2 separate regions of the Mus musculus genome follow, and region 2 is linked to region 1. A link is a contact called in public promoter capture Hi-C data. All regions are on one chromosome and are shown on one strand. The core of a region is the stretch at or near the end of the contact, and the rest is flanking DNA. Distances in the headings are between cores, read along the strand shown.

What was found. Promoter capture Hi-C pulls out the DNA fragments that hold promoters and counts their contacts.
Region 2: a contact with region 1 is called in a promoter capture Hi-C map of trophoblast stem cells, with 2.5 times the contacts expected there. The contact joins two enhancer-like sites. A contact is called at or near these places in 9 of 39 promoter capture datasets (the 3T3-L1 cell line, the C10 cell line, the HPC-7 cell line and 7 more), 7 of 484 Hi-C or Micro-C datasets (the C10 cell line, ECoMG-derived neutrophils, the G1E-ER4 cell line and 4 more), 5 of 115 datasets of contacts at active chromatin or transcription factors (bone marrow-derived macrophages, cardiomyocytes, embryonic stem cells and 2 more) and 1 of 9 other capture datasets (adipose tissue).

What each region holds. Positions count from the first base shown.
Region 1 is chr13:42,834,614-42,837,530 of GRCm38.p6, forward strand. The region is part of intron 3 of Phactr1 (phosphatase and actin regulator 1); the gene reads left to right. Among named protein-coding and RNA genes, the nearest start is that of Phactr1, 160 kb to the left of the region's middle. Within about 2 kb of position 1,373, at least 17 of the 459 cell types and tissues checked have an H3K27ac peak or open chromatin away from gene starts, as enhancers often do. A contact at or near this core is called in trophoblast stem cells, where this site is marked.
Region 2 is chr13:43,118,172-43,121,088 of GRCm38.p6, forward strand. All of the region lies in intron 9 of Phactr1 (phosphatase and actin regulator 1), which reads left to right. Gm15813 (a long non-coding RNA gene) reads right to left here. Exons shown (of 2, transcript XR_873303.3): 2 at 1-1,680. Among named protein-coding and RNA genes, the nearest start is that of Gm15813, 3.0 kb to the right of the region's middle. Within about 2 kb of position 1,445, at least 3 of the 459 cell types and tissues checked have an H3K27ac peak or open chromatin away from gene starts, as enhancers often do. A contact at or near this core is called in trophoblast stem cells, where this site is marked.

The DNA of each region.
Region 1 (2,917 bases), core at 123-2,622:
CAGCCCAGGGATGGCACCACCCACAATGCCCCCCCACCCTTGATCACTAAATGAGAAAATGCCCACAACTGGATCTCATGGAGACATTTCCTCAACTGAAACTCCTTTCTCTGTGATAACTCCAGCCTGTGTCAAGTTGACACACAAAACCAGCCAGTACAGCCACATAAAATATCTACTTGGCTTGGAAATTCTGTTTGGATAGAAAGAGGCAAGGGGTGGAAATGAGGGAGGTGTGGTTCGCACAAGTATTCAGTCACAACCTAGTGATCTGTAAGCAAATCCTTAACACTCACTCCCAGTGGAGTCAAGCATCGAATGTGCTCAGGGTCCTAACTGACGCGCAAGCTTCTTGCCTTTGACTGCCTTCTCCCCCATGCTATGCAGACCGAATGCCAGTGTGGGTATTGTAGCTAGCTGTATTTGATGTCCAAGCTCTCGGTGAGCCTGTTCTCACCTTTTATTTCTGTTCGGGTCTCTGCAGACATCATGGTCCAGTGCTTTGTGTTCAGAGCAAAAGCTGTCAAACCAGGATATATATATATATGTCATTGCGTCTTGTTCTAGAAAAGTTGCTCCAAATGAAAAGGTCCTGTCTCTTAAACAGTGTTTCTCTTCGGTTGGGATGCTCTTCAGCTCTCTGTCAATAGAGCAAATACCTGATAACCACTGATAGAGAAGAGGGGCATTGTGGCTCTGCTTGGAAAGTTCAAGCCTATGATCTCTTGGTCCTGTTGCTTTAGGCCATGGGGGTAGTCCATTGTGGGAGGAGCTCATGATGGAGCAAACGAGAGTAAGGAGGGGTCAGGATCCTACTACCCCATTCAAGGCTACATTCCAGTGACCTAAAGACCTCCTCTTAGACCCCACTCCTTAAACGTTCACCCCCTCCCAAAGGTACCACCTGAGGACCTACATCTTCCAGTACACAAGCCTTTGGGCAATCCTACATCTAAGCTGTGATAGCTAGCGAGACAGTCTAGCCTTTCAGTAAACTTGCCCATAAACTTGCCCAGGCCCTGGCAAGGAAACACTATCTTTGAATACAATGCTTGCAATATCAAGCCAATCTGCTAGAGGGCAATATACATTAAATAATAATGTGGAAGTTTGTCTGGGAGATAACACAAGGCTTGTTTGTTTAATTCAAAGGCAAGATCCTGAGTCTGTAAAACAGCCAAACAATTGTTTGTTTGTTTGTCTTAACAGCAAGCCAAAATGTCTACCAGCATCTCAGCTTTAAAAAAAAAAAAGAAAAAAAATCAGCATGCTTTTCAGGAGGCTCAACCCAGACACCTTTATTACTGTCTGTCTGTGTCTCCTTTCCAAAGAGCTTCACAAAATCACCTCATTGTGATTTGAGGCTGTAAACCTTCTCAGTCATCGGCTGTTAAAGTCTTGCCTGAATACACTGTTAATTAACTCCATGAAAGCAGCAGACAGAGGAGGGAAAGGCTCCACAGAAGAGAAAGGGACATTTGATGACCTTGTATTTCCATGGTGGCTTCAGCTGACCACAGCTTGCTTCCAGAGGACCCTGTTTCCAACACTAAGCAGAGGGCTCCGGTTGTTGGCTGATTTTTTTCTGTCTGTCAATACACAGAGTTGCTCAGAGAGAATGCCCTGCTTGGTCTTGCAAAGGTCTACTCCGCTGGGCCTATCTGTAAAAGCAGGATAGGCGCTAGGTAAGGAAGACAATGCCAAGTGCACAGAATGTTACCCATGGGAACCCATCCCAGACACCTCCTTCTACAGGAAGCACGCTACTGTAAGAAATGGCTTGTTTTAGTCTCCTGTATCTAAGAAACTGACAGTTCACACCAGCACAGATACATGATGCAGGAGAGAGGCATCTTACTTGAAAAAGCTTCATCCAAGTTCCCCTATCCCCCAAGAAGCATAGTTTAGCAAAACAGATTAGACATCAAGTTTCCTACCGAGAAGACCCCAATGTATGCAAGTGAACAACAGGTAGAAATTAGACAGCACTGTGTGAGAAGAGGCCCAAGGATGATGGCACAGGGTCCAGAGATGCATCAGCTAGCTGTGTAGTCTGGGAAGCCAGGTTGCCTGGCAAATTGGCTGTCAGCTCTCACTGTGTCCCACGCGCATTTAAAATGTCAAAACTAATGTAAACTTGAGCACTCAAAGTCCCACGACCCCCTTGCTGAAAACCTAAAGCATCATGAAGCAGTTAGGCCCTGAGCTGTTGTGAACTGAGTAGGATTGATCATTGTAAACAGCTTCCACAGGAGACTACATCTCCCCAGAAGAAGCCTGAGTGCAGGAGACAGTTCTTAAGTCATTCAAGGCCCTCAGCTGACTCCAGAGTCCCCAGTGACCTAATCTAAGTGAATTTAGGGCCAGGGGATTGGTTTGTCTAGTATCCCAATAAAACCTGAGCCCCAGAACATCTAAGCCCTTCTTCACCTGTATCCCAGCCCCTCTTGAAGCTAGAGGGGATCTCGGGGCATACACTCCTGAGAGAGTTGCGTGATTTTCACAAGCCGGAGAAACCAGAACTGAGCAGCGGACCTGCGGGGTGTGGCTTGCACTGGAGACAAAGTAGTTATGTACCAAGTATCAGTTAGTGACACGTCACAGTTAAATCTGGAAGGGCACGCAGAGGTGACATGTTTATGCCATGATGCTTTCGAAGGTGTTTCAGAAAACAACCCATTCTTCCTAGTAAATTTGGAAGTCAGGCAACCTGGTTCCCCTGAATGGCTAAGTGGTCTGAGGCATTTTAAGATTCCTCAATGTACTAGTGAGGCTTTCATTACTATGGGGAAAGTCCCCAGGCAGGCTAATTTTATAAAGACAAGGGGTTCTTTTCTTTTAATCAGAATTTTGAAGGCATGGTACTGGCCTTGGCTCAGCACTGGCAAGATTTCTCATGGCTACCTCACATCACTGC
Region 2 (2,917 bases), core at 195-2,694, 280 kb after region 1:
ATTCTCATCCAGCTGTTCCTTCTCTCCAAAACTCATGCCCAAACTGCATCTCCAAAGTCATCTGCTAGAGGCCCTGGGAGATGGCAGCTTTGGCAGTAATTAAGACTAGATGAGGCCATCAGAGTGGGGCTTCCGTGAGGATGAGAGTGGTTTCATAGGAGAAAGCCTGAAGTTAGCAAAGTTCTCTGTCTGGCCACGTGATGCCCTGCACATATATCACAATCCAATAGGAAGCACCTCACCAGAGGCTGCATAGATGCTTGCTGATGCACTGTCTCAGGACCGCGAGCTAAGTAAGCATCCGTATAATTTACCCAGCTTGGGATCCTTGACCTGACAAGGTGGCCAATACAGGTGACGCTCAGAGATTGTGATTGTGGGTCTTGAGTAGGCAAGCTCCCTGAGGGTGGGATGTAAGACTTTTTGGAGAGTAATTTATCCAGAGAGGGTAGAGGTGAGTTATTCCCTGAGGGCCCTTTAAATGTAGTGAGCTATGAGTACAGGGAGATGATTGGAAGAGGGTGGGGACTCAGAGTGACAGGTAGGTTAGAATTTGGAGTCCCCAGCATACTGACAGAAGTTGAGGTCAGGCATGTTCCACTTCGAGATCAAAGAGTTGTGGCAACATCAGGATGGATGGATCTGTGTCCAACAGTTATTAAGAGAGTAAATTGTGTTTGCCATGCTGACTTAGAGGCCAGAGAGTTGATACTGACCAAGACCAGGAAGTACTGAGCCTCTGTGGAACCCCTGGAGGAAGGAGATGAACTCAGCAGTTCTCCCTGGCCCCACTGTACCACCACTTGCTTAGCCTCTCATTGCTTTGAGTTGACTATGACTCAATTCTGTCCCCTAGAGCTTAGTTTGTGTGCTAGACATTCCACTTGGCCATGTTGGGTGGCAGTGGGAACTTTAAAAGTTGGAGCCTTAGCTGAAGGTCATTAGGACCCAGGCTTAGGGACAAAAGATCTCCTGGGACCTTAATCATTTCCCACAAGATTAAGTTCTTTCCAAAAGAATACTCTCTGGTCTTTAAATTTCTCTAGCTTCTATATGTGATCTTGTCCACATATCAATTCCCACCATTCCTAAGGACTTATGTGATCTATGCTTTCAGCCTCCAGAGCTAAGTAAACTCCTTCTCCTTTATAAAATACCCAGCCTCTGGTATTTTAGTATAGCAGCAGCATTAGGAAATGCCACCAGTTCCGTCATAGGAGGGAGGACCTTGCCTCTGTTGTCTCCTTGGCTTCCTCTGTCTTTCCTCTTTCCGTCTGACTGAAATGTGTTGGCCTCCCTCTGGTGCTGGGGTGCAGACACAGACCTGAGAATCAGGGCTCTCCCAACAAGCAGCAGTTGTAAATGCCGGCAAGAGCTATGGTCCTGATGCTCTTCTGGCAAGGGGCGCTCCTGAGCTCTGTGCTGCAGAACGGAGTCAGAGCCTACAGGGTTTTTTCACCTCTCCAGGGAGAGGCTGTGACTCAGAAAGCTGGTATTCCCTGATCTTCGATCTTCGTTATTTAAAGCATCTTCCGGTCATCTCTTTCTGCCATTGGGGTTTTCTTGGGGGAGTAGAAAGTTGGGTTTTTGTTTTAATTTTTGGAGTCTCTTCACACCAACAGGAAACTTGTGTTAATTTGATTATTTTTCTTATGGTCCTTCATTGATAAGATCTTCAGACTGGAGAAAGATAAAGTACACTTTTAAATTTCCATCCAAGAACCAAGCCTAAGGAGTGGTACTACCCACAGCTAAGGTGGATATTCCTACTTCAATTAACCTAATAAACTAATCCCTCACAAGCATACCCAGAGGCTAATCTAGTCTGGATTAACCCTTCACCAGCACGTCTCCTAGGTGATTCTAGATCCTGGACAGTCAATATTCACCATTACAGCTATATACACAGCATGCACTTCTGAGAAACAGTCTTGACAAGAGCGAGATCCGCAAGGGAGACAGTATTGCTGTAGGAACCAGGAACTAGAATAAAAAATTTTTTAAAACTGAGAAAAAAAAATGCTGTCCCCATTCCTTCCCCCCCCCCCCCCAATTCGTGTTTCTCAGTGTGTGACCCATATCTCTCGGGAGTATTGGGAAAATTCAGTCTAAAGCCAGAGGTGATCCCCTCAAGGGCCTCCACTCAATGAGGCTGGTTCTTAAACATGCAGGAAAGAATTTCAGAATGAGCCAGAGTATAATGAAGTCAGCGTGTTTATTAAGTAGGAATTAGATGTTAGATGTGTGTGTGTGTGTGTGTGTGTGTGTGTGTGTGTGTGTGTGTGTGTGTGTGTATGTTTGTCTGTGTCTGTGTGTGTCTATGTGTGTGTATGTATGAGTGTATCTATAAGTCTGGGTGTGTGGTGTGTTTGTATATGTGTGTGTGTGTGTATGTGTGTGTGGAGAGAGAGAGAGAGAGAGAGAGAGAGCGAGCAAGCAGAAAAGAGAGAAACACAATGAGTGAAAAGAGAGAAAAAGGAGAGGTTTCCCCAAGGGATGGATATATATATATATTCCTGTGGGTTTCCAAAAGGATATCATTTACAGCCAGTTAAAAGATTAAACATAGTTTAAAAATTAAGCATAGAACTGGTTTACATATTTCTCTTTAAGAACCTCCTGTCTGTAACTGAAACTGTAAGGTGATTTTCTGAGATGCATTGTTCAGGTTTAGGGGTGAGAGACAAATCCTGACAGACTTAACACAAAGGTCACAAGCATTTTGGCCCAGCTAAGGATCATTTATTGTTTTACCTGTCTTGTCTGAGGTAAGTCTTGGAAAAAAATCAAACATTATCTCTATAAGCAATCCTTTGGCTACCTTTTATTTATTTGGTGCAAGTATCTGATTAGTTTTCTAGAATGGCTTACAGAACTCAGAAACACCATCCCTATATTGACCAGTTGATAGTGAAAA